Linked DNA regions of Sus scrofa: region 2 is linked to region 1. The links are chromatin contacts, called in public Hi-C maps. All regions are on one chromosome and are shown on one strand. Each heading gives the region's core, a stretch centred on a gene start, on an enhancer-like site or on the middle of the called end of the contact. The rest is flanking DNA. Distances are from core to core; before and after follow the strand shown.

Evidence for each region. Hi-C and Micro-C count contacts between places; a contact is called where the count stands out from the background.
Region 2: a contact with region 1 is called in a Hi-C map of skeletal muscle, with 7 times the contacts expected there. The contact joins the enhancer-like site here to the promoter of SIPA1L2 in region 1. A contact is called at or near these places in 1 of 5 promoter capture datasets (liver), 13 of 47 Hi-C or Micro-C datasets (embryonic fibroblasts, fetal heart ventricle, fetal skeletal muscle and 7 more) and 1 of 2 datasets of contacts at active chromatin or transcription factors (skeletal muscle).

What each region holds. Positions count from the first base shown.
Region 1 is chr14:58,114,741-58,119,864 of Sscrofa11.1, reverse strand. It overlaps SIPA1L2 (signal-induced proliferation-associated 1-like protein 2), which reads right to left and starts at 2,959. Exons shown (of 25, transcript XM_021073824.1): 1 at 2,734-2,959; 2 at 2,460-2,566.
Region 2 is chr14:58,546,635-58,552,287 of Sscrofa11.1, reverse strand. No RefSeq gene overlaps it. Among named protein-coding and RNA genes, the nearest start is that of DISC1, 410 kb to the left of the region's middle. Within about 2 kb of position 3,722, at least 11 of the 83 cell types and tissues checked have an H3K27ac peak or open chromatin away from gene starts, as enhancers often do. A contact at or near this core is called in skeletal muscle, where this site is marked.

The DNA of each region.
Region 1 (5,124 bases), core at 1,710-4,209:
CCTGAGGCGCCCCGAAGGGCAGCCCCTACACTTCAGGACGGCCCCTGGGCACCACCCGGAGGCTCCCAAGCGGACCCGCCTCGCCTCCCTTCGCTCGCCCCGACACGCACCTCGGACACGCAGTCCGCAGGGACCTGCTACAGCCCGCGAGCGCGGGGCGGCGCGTACCGGGGCCGCCGCCTCGCCGCCCGCCGCTGCCCGGGGCTGCCCATCGGCCCGGACCCTGCCGGCGCCGGGCTCCGGCGGGAGGCGGCCGGGACCTGCCCGCTGCGGCTGAAGCGATCGGCCTGTGATCCGGCGGGCGGGCGGCCGGGGCGGGGGCGCGGCGCTGCTCCTCCTCCTCTGTCCTCCTCCCGCTCCGCCGGCTCCTCCCGGGCTCCTGGTCTGCCGCGCCAGCTCCCAACGCCACCGCCCGCCCGCCCGGCGGCACCGCCCCCCGCCCGCTCCGCGGCCTCCCATTGGCTGCTTCCTGCCCGCCCCCTCGGCCCCGCCCAGCGATTGGGCGCGGGCGCCGTCTGTCCCGCAGCCCCGCGGGGCTCCGGGCTCAGCCGGTGCGCGGTTCCCAGGCCCCGCGGCTCGCTGGAGCGGCGCGTCCCGGAGGGGTTGGTGCTCTTCTTTCAGATGGGGCTGCGGGACGCCGGGTGAGCGGCGCCGGCGACCTCCAGGGAGATGCAGCCTACCTGGACCCGCAGTCTGGGAAAGCTGTCGCCCTCCTCCTCGGGACTCGTTTTCGCCCCTCTGGCACCGATAACTTAAAAACCCTGAATCTGTAACAGTGATGTCGTCATTTGCGTCTTACTGTATTTTCAGCTACAGTAGCCTAAAATTCTTACTGAGTAAGACATAATCTTTCTTTTAATTCCTAAAATTTGAGAAATACGTTTCTTAACTGGGGAAATAGATGTGTCGTGGGGCCGCACGTTGCGCAAACAATTCTGGCGCCGTTGGCCCAGCAGAGTGATCACAACACAGAAACGATGTGCCATTTGCTCTGCCCTGGCTGCTTCGGCCTTAGGGGCGCTGGTCATGGCTAAAGGTCAGTGTATTGAGGAAGTCCTGAACTTCCTTTGGTGGTTGTAGATAACATTGAAGGCTACTGAGAAGACGAAGGGGACTGTTTTGCTTCTTAAGAAACTTAAGGCCTGGAATAATATCAAAAAGGTCTCTGCGTCTGAGCGAATGAGAGAGCTGGCAAGGACAAAGTGAGAAGCCATGGTGCATGCACAGCAGGGGATCTGTAACCAGGACCACACTATCAAGGCCTTAAGGAACATCGCTGGCTCCTTAATTCTACATTCCCTTCAAAAGGAATTACTATGCCGAATGTAAGCAATGAAACTTGCTCCTGGTGGACAACTGGGATGTTTCGAATTTGCTTTCAGCAAGTTAGATGATCTGTAATGACACTTCCTGCAGCACTTCTGGAAGAAGCTGCCTCCTTCCTTCAAGAGTAACTACAACCTTCCCGTGCACAAGCTCAACACAGACCTGGGCATAATCTTGAAAAATCCCAGAGCACCATGCAAGAGAAATCATGTCAGGGTCCTGTAGAAGAATTCATTGGAAAAACCTGAGAGTCATGTTCAATCTAACTAAACCCACGTTCAAAGATCATGCACCCGGGGCACCATTCTTCACCACGCTAAGAATACCAAACTAACTCCGTGCATCCAGGGCAGCAGCGGCGGCAGAAGCCAGATCAGATGAGTAGAGGTACCAGGCAAGGTAGAGAGGAGAGAAAGGAAGGCTGTTGGCTTTAAGAAACAGAAGCAGCCGTTGGTGGGGGGTTAAAAAAAAAAAAAAAAAAAAAAAAAAAGGCAGCAGCTACCAAGAAACCAGCCGCTGGGAAGCCGGAGGAAAAGAAAGGCTCCACAGAAAAGAAGCCTGCTGCGCAAACTTAGATGTGTTTATCCTCTGAAGGTCAAATCATTTTGGTCAGCTCATTTTGAATAAAGACCTGATCAAAGAGGCAGAGAGAAAAGCGATCATACACACCCGCTAACCTGGCTCCGCGCCGCCCCCTGGCGCAGCCGCGGCCCCTCCCGGACTCCACTCTCCCGAATGGGGAGAATCGTGCCCGCTGGCTCTTGGTCCCCGCGCCGCGAGAGCCTGAGTGTCGCCTCCCGACAACACAGCTGCCAGGCGCTGCGCAGGCACCTGCTCAGAGCCGCAGCAGGATCGCCGCACCTCCGCGTTCGCAGGAAGCCGGCAGGAGGAGCGAGCCCTACTGTGTGCGGACACCCGAGGGCGCCTTGGACCGCCCAGGCGGTGCCCCTGACCCCCAGGGGATGGAGTGGCTGGATGCGCGGAGAAATGCGCAAGAAGTCAGGTGGTGCCAGCGCGCAGGAATGCTGCGGAAACAGACCATTGGGAGTCTGGAAGGAGGCTGGGAGAGGTGTGCAGGCTCTATCCTCCCCGCCCAGCCCCCCCAACCGGCCTCCAGGCAGCCCTCCACTCACGGGAGAAATGCTCCTGGATCTTTATCTTGACGAGGAGAAAATGAACTCTTGATATCCACCTTTTCCACTTTCCTAGGAGATGTTGATCACCCAGGAGGAAGCTCTCCCTGAAAGGATGAATGTAAATTGCTTGACACTTGAATTGGCTGCTGAAAGATTAAAAGATCTCAGAGGACCTTTTTAAGCCACACTGGAGTTAACTCTACCGAAAGGGTTTCATGGGAGTCAGAACCCAGGAGCAGGAATAGACTGGATTACATAGACTGTACCTTACCTTCCAGCCCCACCGCAGGATTTCCTGAGCCGGCTTTTCTGAGAGAGAACTTCTCTGGCAGTTTCCAGAAACAAGATTCAGAGTTTTCAGTTCCTCCTTTTCTGGAGGCAGAATTCTTCCTGGAGAGATAACGTTGTCTATACTTCCCTATTACAAACACTCCCTAGGGTAACCCTCTTAAAAGTTAGAGGCAGTCCCTCCCATGCCTTATTTCTCTGTGGTCTAAAAAGTATGTAAACATTTTACAGCCTTTTATATCTCTATGTAAATATGAGCATGCAGTATAGGAGTGTGTGTAATAAAACACGTTAGAGAGCAGTACTATGACCTGACAAACCTCCTGAGTTCTCCCGGGTTTGATGGGCTTCCCAAACACCACTTCATTAACAGCATTTACCAAGATGGTCGTTTATTCATTCAGCAAACATGTATGGAGACTCTGTATGTTCCAGAAGGTGCTAGGTGCTGGGGACAGAGATGCATAAGAGATAGGCCCTACTTTTCACAACCTCTCCATCTCACCTGTGCCCATCCCTATACATGACAGGTGCTCTCCCATGTCCTATGGACACAGGAATAGCCATGGAGGGACCCTTCCTGTGGAAGCCAAGGGAGGACAGACATCACCGCCCCACCCCCACCCCGCAGAGCACGTGATCACAGTACTTCTCACACTTCTCACAGCTACACATGTCATTGTCTTTCCCACTATTCTGTAAGGGCCCTGAGGAAAAGAACTGTGTCTCCCTCAGTGACTGCCTGAGCCTGTGGGTTGTCACCAAGGTGGGTTTTATAGCTGGAGCTGCAGTTGTCCACTGCCTGCTAGACACAGTGGGAGTTTTAATGTGTTCTTAATGTCTTAATGATCTGATAAGGAAGTCTTTAGTTTTGTAAGCTAAAATTAAAAATAACCTTAACCCTTTGGTCATAACCATTGTTGGCAGTGTATATATATATATATATATATATATATATATATATGTATACACACACACACACACACACACACACACACATATATATATACATATATAGTCATTTTGGGGCTATACCTGCAGCATACGGAGGTTCCCAGCCTAGGGGTCAAATCAGAGCTGTAGCTTGCCAGCCTACGCCATAGCCACAGCAACATGGGATCCAAGCCTCGTCTGCGACCTACACCACAGCTCACAGCAATGCCTGATCCTCAACCCACTGAGCCTGGCCAGGGATCGAACCTGCATCCTCAAGGATACTAGTCGGTTCTTTAACCACTGAGCCACAACAGGAACTCTAGCACCATTTTTTTTTTTAATGCTTATAATTGACAGTGCAGAACCACAGAGCACATGCAGCCTTGCAGAATGTTCTAGGCCCCAGCAAACATGACCCAGAGGCTTGGCTTGGCCTGGCCTGGCCAGTGCTGGACAGTGGTGATCAAACCCGTGCTACACCAAGAGTTCCCGTCTTGGCACAGCGGAAACAAATCCGACTAGGAACCATGAGGTTTCAGGTTCAATCCCTGGCCTTGCAAAGTGGGTTGAGGATCCAGCATTGCCATGAGCTGTGGTGTAGGTTGCAGATGCGGCTCAAATCTGGCATTGCTATGGCTGTAGCATTGGCCGGCGGTGGCAGCTCTTGTTGGACCCCTAGCCTGGGAACCTCCATATGCCACGGGTGCGGCCCTAAAAACAAAAACAAAAACCTGTGCTACACCAGTGACCTGAGCCCAGGGCTAGACCTACAAGGTGTTGGCCTTCTGGCAGACTACCAGCCCTTCAAGAGACTAAGCCCAGGAATGATTTGTTGGGCTCTTCTTCACCAAATAACAGACCCTAGAAATCCTAGTGGATATAATGCGTGTGTCCTCTCTGGCTGGTGTTCTTTCCAGCAGCAGCTTTCTGGTTTTTTTTTTTTTTTTGCATTTTTAGGGAAAGGAAACAGGGCAGAGCCTGTGGAATTGAAGCATCTGTTGAGATATCAGTTCATCATTTTGGCCTTAGAATACCTTACTGAAAAAAAAAAAATCTTTTTTTCTACTAAAGCTATAAACTTCCCTGAAGTTTTAAAGAAAAATATCAACTCTGAAGTGTGAAAATGTATTGGCCTCAATGCAGAGTGAACGATCTTATGTTTAATTTCCTCACCTTCACCTTCCCTCAGGTCAAGACTCCCTTGTTCTCGAGGCATCATTTTGTGTCTCTCAAGTCTTTTTTCTCCCGTGAATTTCATCATGCTCTAGGAGTTCCTAAAGAAATGCTCTTTAAAATTCTGAATCAGCACATCAACTCCCTCTGAAATAATTCCAACATCAGTCTTACCTACCTTCCTCTAAAACGTGTAAAGAGGCCCAGCGTTCAAAGACATACCAGTTGTCTACACTGTTCCAAGATTTTGAGCTTGTTGGCTGAC
Region 2 (5,653 bases), core at 2,473-4,972, 430 kb before region 1:
ATTCTTGATAAAGTTTCTTTAACAAATGAATGACTTGAGGCATGAATTAATTTTATTGACTGCCAGAGCTAAATGACATTTTAAGGTCATCTGTTTTATTCCATCCTCTCATATTTGTAAAGAAGGAGAGTTACAAACTCTCGAAGTTTGAATTTTCAGAAGATCACTACTTAGCAATTTAGCCAACAGATATTTGAGTCTTTACAGTGTGGTGACACTGTTTTAGTTGCTTAATATAATGGTGAAGATAACAGACACCAAAAGTCTCTTCCATCACAGAGCTGACATTCTAGAGGAGGAGAGACATCGCACATTCATATGTCACTTCCATGGGGTTAGAGGTAGATTTTCTCCTGAAGAAAGAGAAACACCTGGGGTTCCCATTGTGGTGCAGTGGAAACAAATCTGACTAGGAACCATGAGGTGGTGGGTTTGATCCCTGGCATCGCTCAGTGGGTTAAGGATCTGGTATTGCTATCAGTTGTGCTGTAAGTCACAGAAAGCAGCTCGGATCCCGAGTTACTCTGGCTGTGGCGTAGGCTGGCAGCTAGAGCTCTGATTAGACCCCTAGCCTGGGAACTTCCATATGCCACGAGTGCAGCCCTGAAAAGACAAAAAGACAAAAAAAAAAAAAAAAAAAAAAAAAAAGGGAAATTCCCTTCAGCCATATACATCTGGACCCCACATGGGATGAATAAGAAGGACGCCCATGGTTCAGGTCTAGCAGCATGAGATGCAACTGAAAAAGAGGCAACAGAGCCCCTGGATGGAATAAAACTAGCCACTAGCCATTGTCCCAACACCACCAACGGAGCTTGGAAAAGGGGGTCGGGCCCACAGCTGTGCTGGCTTCCTCTGCCTAGGTTCCACTCCCTTGCCCCTCCAGAGGGAACCGTGCCTATTCTCTTCCCCACCACCCTCAAATGCCCCTCCAACCGCTGGTCAGCTTGGTCACCATCTGCAGTCAATGTGGACTCTGGTCTCCCACAATCACAAGAGACCCCAGAGGGGTGGAGCCAGAGGAGGGGCACAGGAAGTGGACATCTGGGAACTCCGCACGGACACGACCCTGCCCTTTCACCTCCGGCCACCTGAGCAATTTGTAATCCCAGACCCCCTGCTGTGACTCTGCTGCTGAGCGCCATGGATAAAAAGCCAGAAACCTAGCAGGGAGGTGAGAAAGGAAAGATACTGTCATCAGCTCCACTCCATGCTGAGTCTGTGCTTATTATTATTATTATTATTTTTTCTTTTTAGGGCCCACCCCGTCATGTGGGAGTTCCCAGGCTAGGGGTTGAATGGAAGCTGCAGCTGCCAGCCTGAACCACAGCCAGGAAACCCAGGATCCAAGCTGTGTTGGCAATCAGCACCACAGCTCAAGACAATGCCAGATCCTTAACGCACTGAGGGAGGCCAGGGATCGAACCCATGTCCTCATGTATACGAATTGGGCTCCTTACCACTGAGCCATGACAGGAACTCCTGAGTCTGTCCTTATAAAAGGGGAGGAGGGAATAAGCAGCAGTACTCAGGGTGACCTAATGACTTGGGCTGTGGGGCTTTTGAAAGGGCTGAAAGTCTGCCCCAGACCTTTTGTTGACCCACGTCAAGAAATCCGACCAAGGAAAAACAGTTCAGATAAGTTCAGGGGGCCATCAAGAGGGGAAGATGATCAAATAAGTAAATGCTCTGCTCTGCTCTATTCAGGTCAGATTGATGAGAATTACAAAGGCAGAGATGTCAGGGGTGCTGAAGGCCTGATTTCTTTGTTGTCATATTCCTGGGTGGGGGGGATGTTTAGACTATCCAGAAGGTTGCAGGATCGTCAGAGACTCTGGAGGGTGATTAGAAAAGGTGGACTTCACGTCCAAGGGCAACATGCCAAGAGGCTGGCCCTCTTCCTGTCTTAACTTTGATTTCAATCTAAATCGTTAAAACTCAAACTCCTTCTTCCATGTGGACTGGAGGGAAAACATTTTTAAAATTTTTTATTGATGAATATTTATTTGATTTAAAATGTTGTGTCAGTTTCAGGTGTATCGCCAAGTGACTTGGGTATGTATATATGTGTGTGTGTATGTACATATACAATATATACATGTATTTATACACACATGCTTCTAAGTGAAGTAAGCCAGACAGAGAAAGGCATGGATATCACTTATATGTGGAATCTAAAAAATAGTGCAAATGCTATGGAGAACAGTTTGGAGATACCTTAGAAATCTATACATAGAACTTCCATATGACCCACAATCCTACTCTTGGGCATATATCCGGACAAAACTCTACTTAAAAGAGACACATGCACCCGCATGTTCATTGCAGCACTATTCACAATAGCCAGGACATGGAAACAACCCAAATGTCCATCAACAGAGGATTGGATTCGAAAGATGTGGTATATATACACAATGGAATACTACTCAGCCATAAAAAAGAATGACATAATGCCATTTGCAGCAACATGGATGGAACTAGAGAATCTCATCCTGAGTGAAATGAGCCTGAAAGACAAAGACAAATACCATATGATATCACTTATAATTGGAATCTAACATCCAGCACAAATGAACATCTCCCCAGAAAAGAAAATCATGGACTTGGAGAAAAGGTTGTGGCTGCCTGATGGGAGGGGGAGGGAGTGGGAGGGATCGGGAGCTTGGGCTTATCAGACACAACTTAGAATAGATTTACAAGGAGATCCTGCTGAGTAGCATTGAGAACTTTGTCTAGATACTCATGTTGCAACAGAACAAAGGGTGGGGAAAAAAAATGTAATTGTAATGTATACATGTAAGGATAACTTGATCTCCTTGCTGTACAGTGGGAAAATAAAAAAAATAAAAAAATAAAAAAAATAAAAATAGTGCAAATGAACTTATGTGCAAAACAAAAACAGACCCCCAGACATAGAAAACAAACTCATGGTTACCAAAGGGGAAAGTGGGGGTGGGGGCGATAAATTAGGCGTTTGGGATTAACAGATACATGCTACTCTATAAAAAATAGATAAACTACAACGACACACTGTATATAGCATTATCCTGTGATAGACTATCACAAAGAAGAATCAGAAAGACCTTTAATTGCTAACAAAGGGGGAGGCTGACTGGATGCTCTTGTATATAGATGCTTAAATTTGGCGCTTGATGATGGAAGATGCTTCTAAATTTGTCCTGGACATTTTTTTTTTCCAGGTTGAATTTGTTCCCTGTTACCTTAAGAAAGAATTCTGAAATCACCTCCTCAGTTGCTAATTTAACTTATCAAGTCAGAGACTTTTTATCCCAGGAAAAGCTTTGGAGTCTCTTCTAATCCTAATTGTTGATATAAAACTGGTTAAATGGTAATGAGGCAGGAAGCTGTGGATGGCTGTGACATCCCAGGAGGGCGTCACCCTCTCTGCCAAATATTTGGATCAACAACCAGCCATCAGCTGCGGTGTGATGTAATTATTTTGGAAGAGCTTTGTACAGATGGCTGAGATGTTTCTGTTTACAGCGCGATTCTTCCCCCTGCCCCGAATTATGTATGTCAGGCTAAGCATTTGAAAGAATAGCCTATTCATTTCTTTCCTCTCCAGGATTACCCCCCTTTTTTTCATCCCTCCTTGCCCTGAGTTTCTGTTACAGGAACATGGAAAGATGAAAAGTCCTAAAAGTTGACTTTAAACCAGCCAGGAAACCCTATAAAGCCAACCCATATAAAGCCAGAGGGCACCAGAGCACTGTCAGTGGTGACAAGATAATCTCAGAAACAGATCCTGCTCAAGTTCAAATTCAATATAGGCGAAGATTTTAAAAATAAAGTGGGCTGGGAAGCAGAATGACCTAACTCCAAAGCAATAGGCATGATCTGGCCCAAATTTCAAAAACAGAGAACAATCCAAGAATAATAATAGTATCTTGCTGGGAAAGACTTTTTTTTATCTTAGCTTAGTCAGAAAAAATAGAATGGAAAGCTTTTCCCAGTCTCTCCAGCATCACCATGGGAGCCTTGGGTCTTGCCTAGTCTATTCCTAAATCCTGAGTAGGTAGGGATGGCCATGGGTAAGCTATGCCAAGGGGGTCTGTGGGTAGGTGGAGACATCCAGGGGCAGAGATGGATTAGTCCCTGACATCACTGAAACTGACCGCACTAATGGCCTGACCCTAGCCAGAACACAGACAGGGACTTGAACCCCTGTGCTGGGACTTGAACCCAGTCTAAACCCAGATTGGGACTTGAACCCACAGTTTTAAATTAGAATCACTCACCCTGTGGCTGGACTCACTGAGGTTCAGGTTCTTCATGTCTCCACACAGAAGGACTTCAGCGAGAGACAAAGTATAGGCAAGAAATAGATTTATTAAGATAGGACACTTGTGAGAGATGAAAGTGGGCAGGCGAGGAGGCTCTGCCCCAAAGATCCTGGTGGGCTCCAGTTTTATCATCCAAGGCGGTGGGGGTTGGAAAATCCACCTCTTCCTTTCTGGGAGTCTTCGCTCCACTTGGCATCTGGTAAGGTGTGTATTCAAATCTGCTGAAGGGCCGTCCTTTAATTCTTGCCCTTGTCTGCATCTGAATGCACGTCTCATCCCATCCCCCATCCAATGATCTGAGGCAATTCTCATACCTCCACTAGGCCAAGCAAGCCGGCCTTGGGCTGATGGCTTTTTTGAGCAATTTATTAACTTACAGTGATCTCCCAACATCCCCTAGATTTCCCTCTCTCTCTATGATCCTTTATTGGGACTGCTACAACTACCTGTGCCTACTTCGTCCCTATCAGAACTACTGAGAGTCTCCTGAACAGCACGACCAGCACGACGCACCTCCATTCCCCCATGACCACTGTCTCCTTCTCCATCCATGAAGTCTGACTGATCCCCCAAAACTCCTCTCAGTGAGTGCCTTCTCCAAGTATTCCTCTTTTTTTTTTTTTTCCTGATTGCATCAACAAAGTCTCAGAGTCTGTCTCTCCGAGTGAAATTCAAGTGGACTCCCTGTCTTGGACTCTATGAACTCTTTGAGTGCAAGGACTTTTTCCTTTTGTCTGTGTCCCATGCGATGTCAGAGGCACACCGTGAATGTTTTCTGAATTGGATTGGATGAGAATGGAGTTGAATTGAATTGAGAATTCAACCCACCTTTTCAGGGGCTTCCATAAAAGAAATGTTAGGGTGATAGGCTGATGTTGAAATAGTTCTTTTATCTGGCCTGAGTTAGGTCAGGGATCGAGATGTCTTTAAGTGGTACCTAAAACCCCAGACTCAAGTGAACCTCTCTCCTCAATCCACTAGGTAGCATGGGATCATGGATCCCAAACTGCCAGGTGGTGGTTCAAAAGTGGGTGGAAATGAAGCCCATGGACATTTCAAATGCAAACTCCTGATACATGTAAGCTTCAATTGATAGTATATGTTAAATATTTTGTTTTTTCTGGGAGTTCCCATTGTGGCGCAGCAGAAATGAATCCAACTAGGAACCATGAGGTTGTGGGTTCGATCACTGGCCTCACTCATTGGGATCCGGCATTGCTCTGATCCCAATTGCAACAGCTCCAATTAGACCCCTAGCCTGGAACCTCCATATGCCATGAGTGTGGCACTAATGACAAAAAAAAAAAAAAAAGTTTTTGTTTTTTCCTTTACACATACCTTGTCAGGAT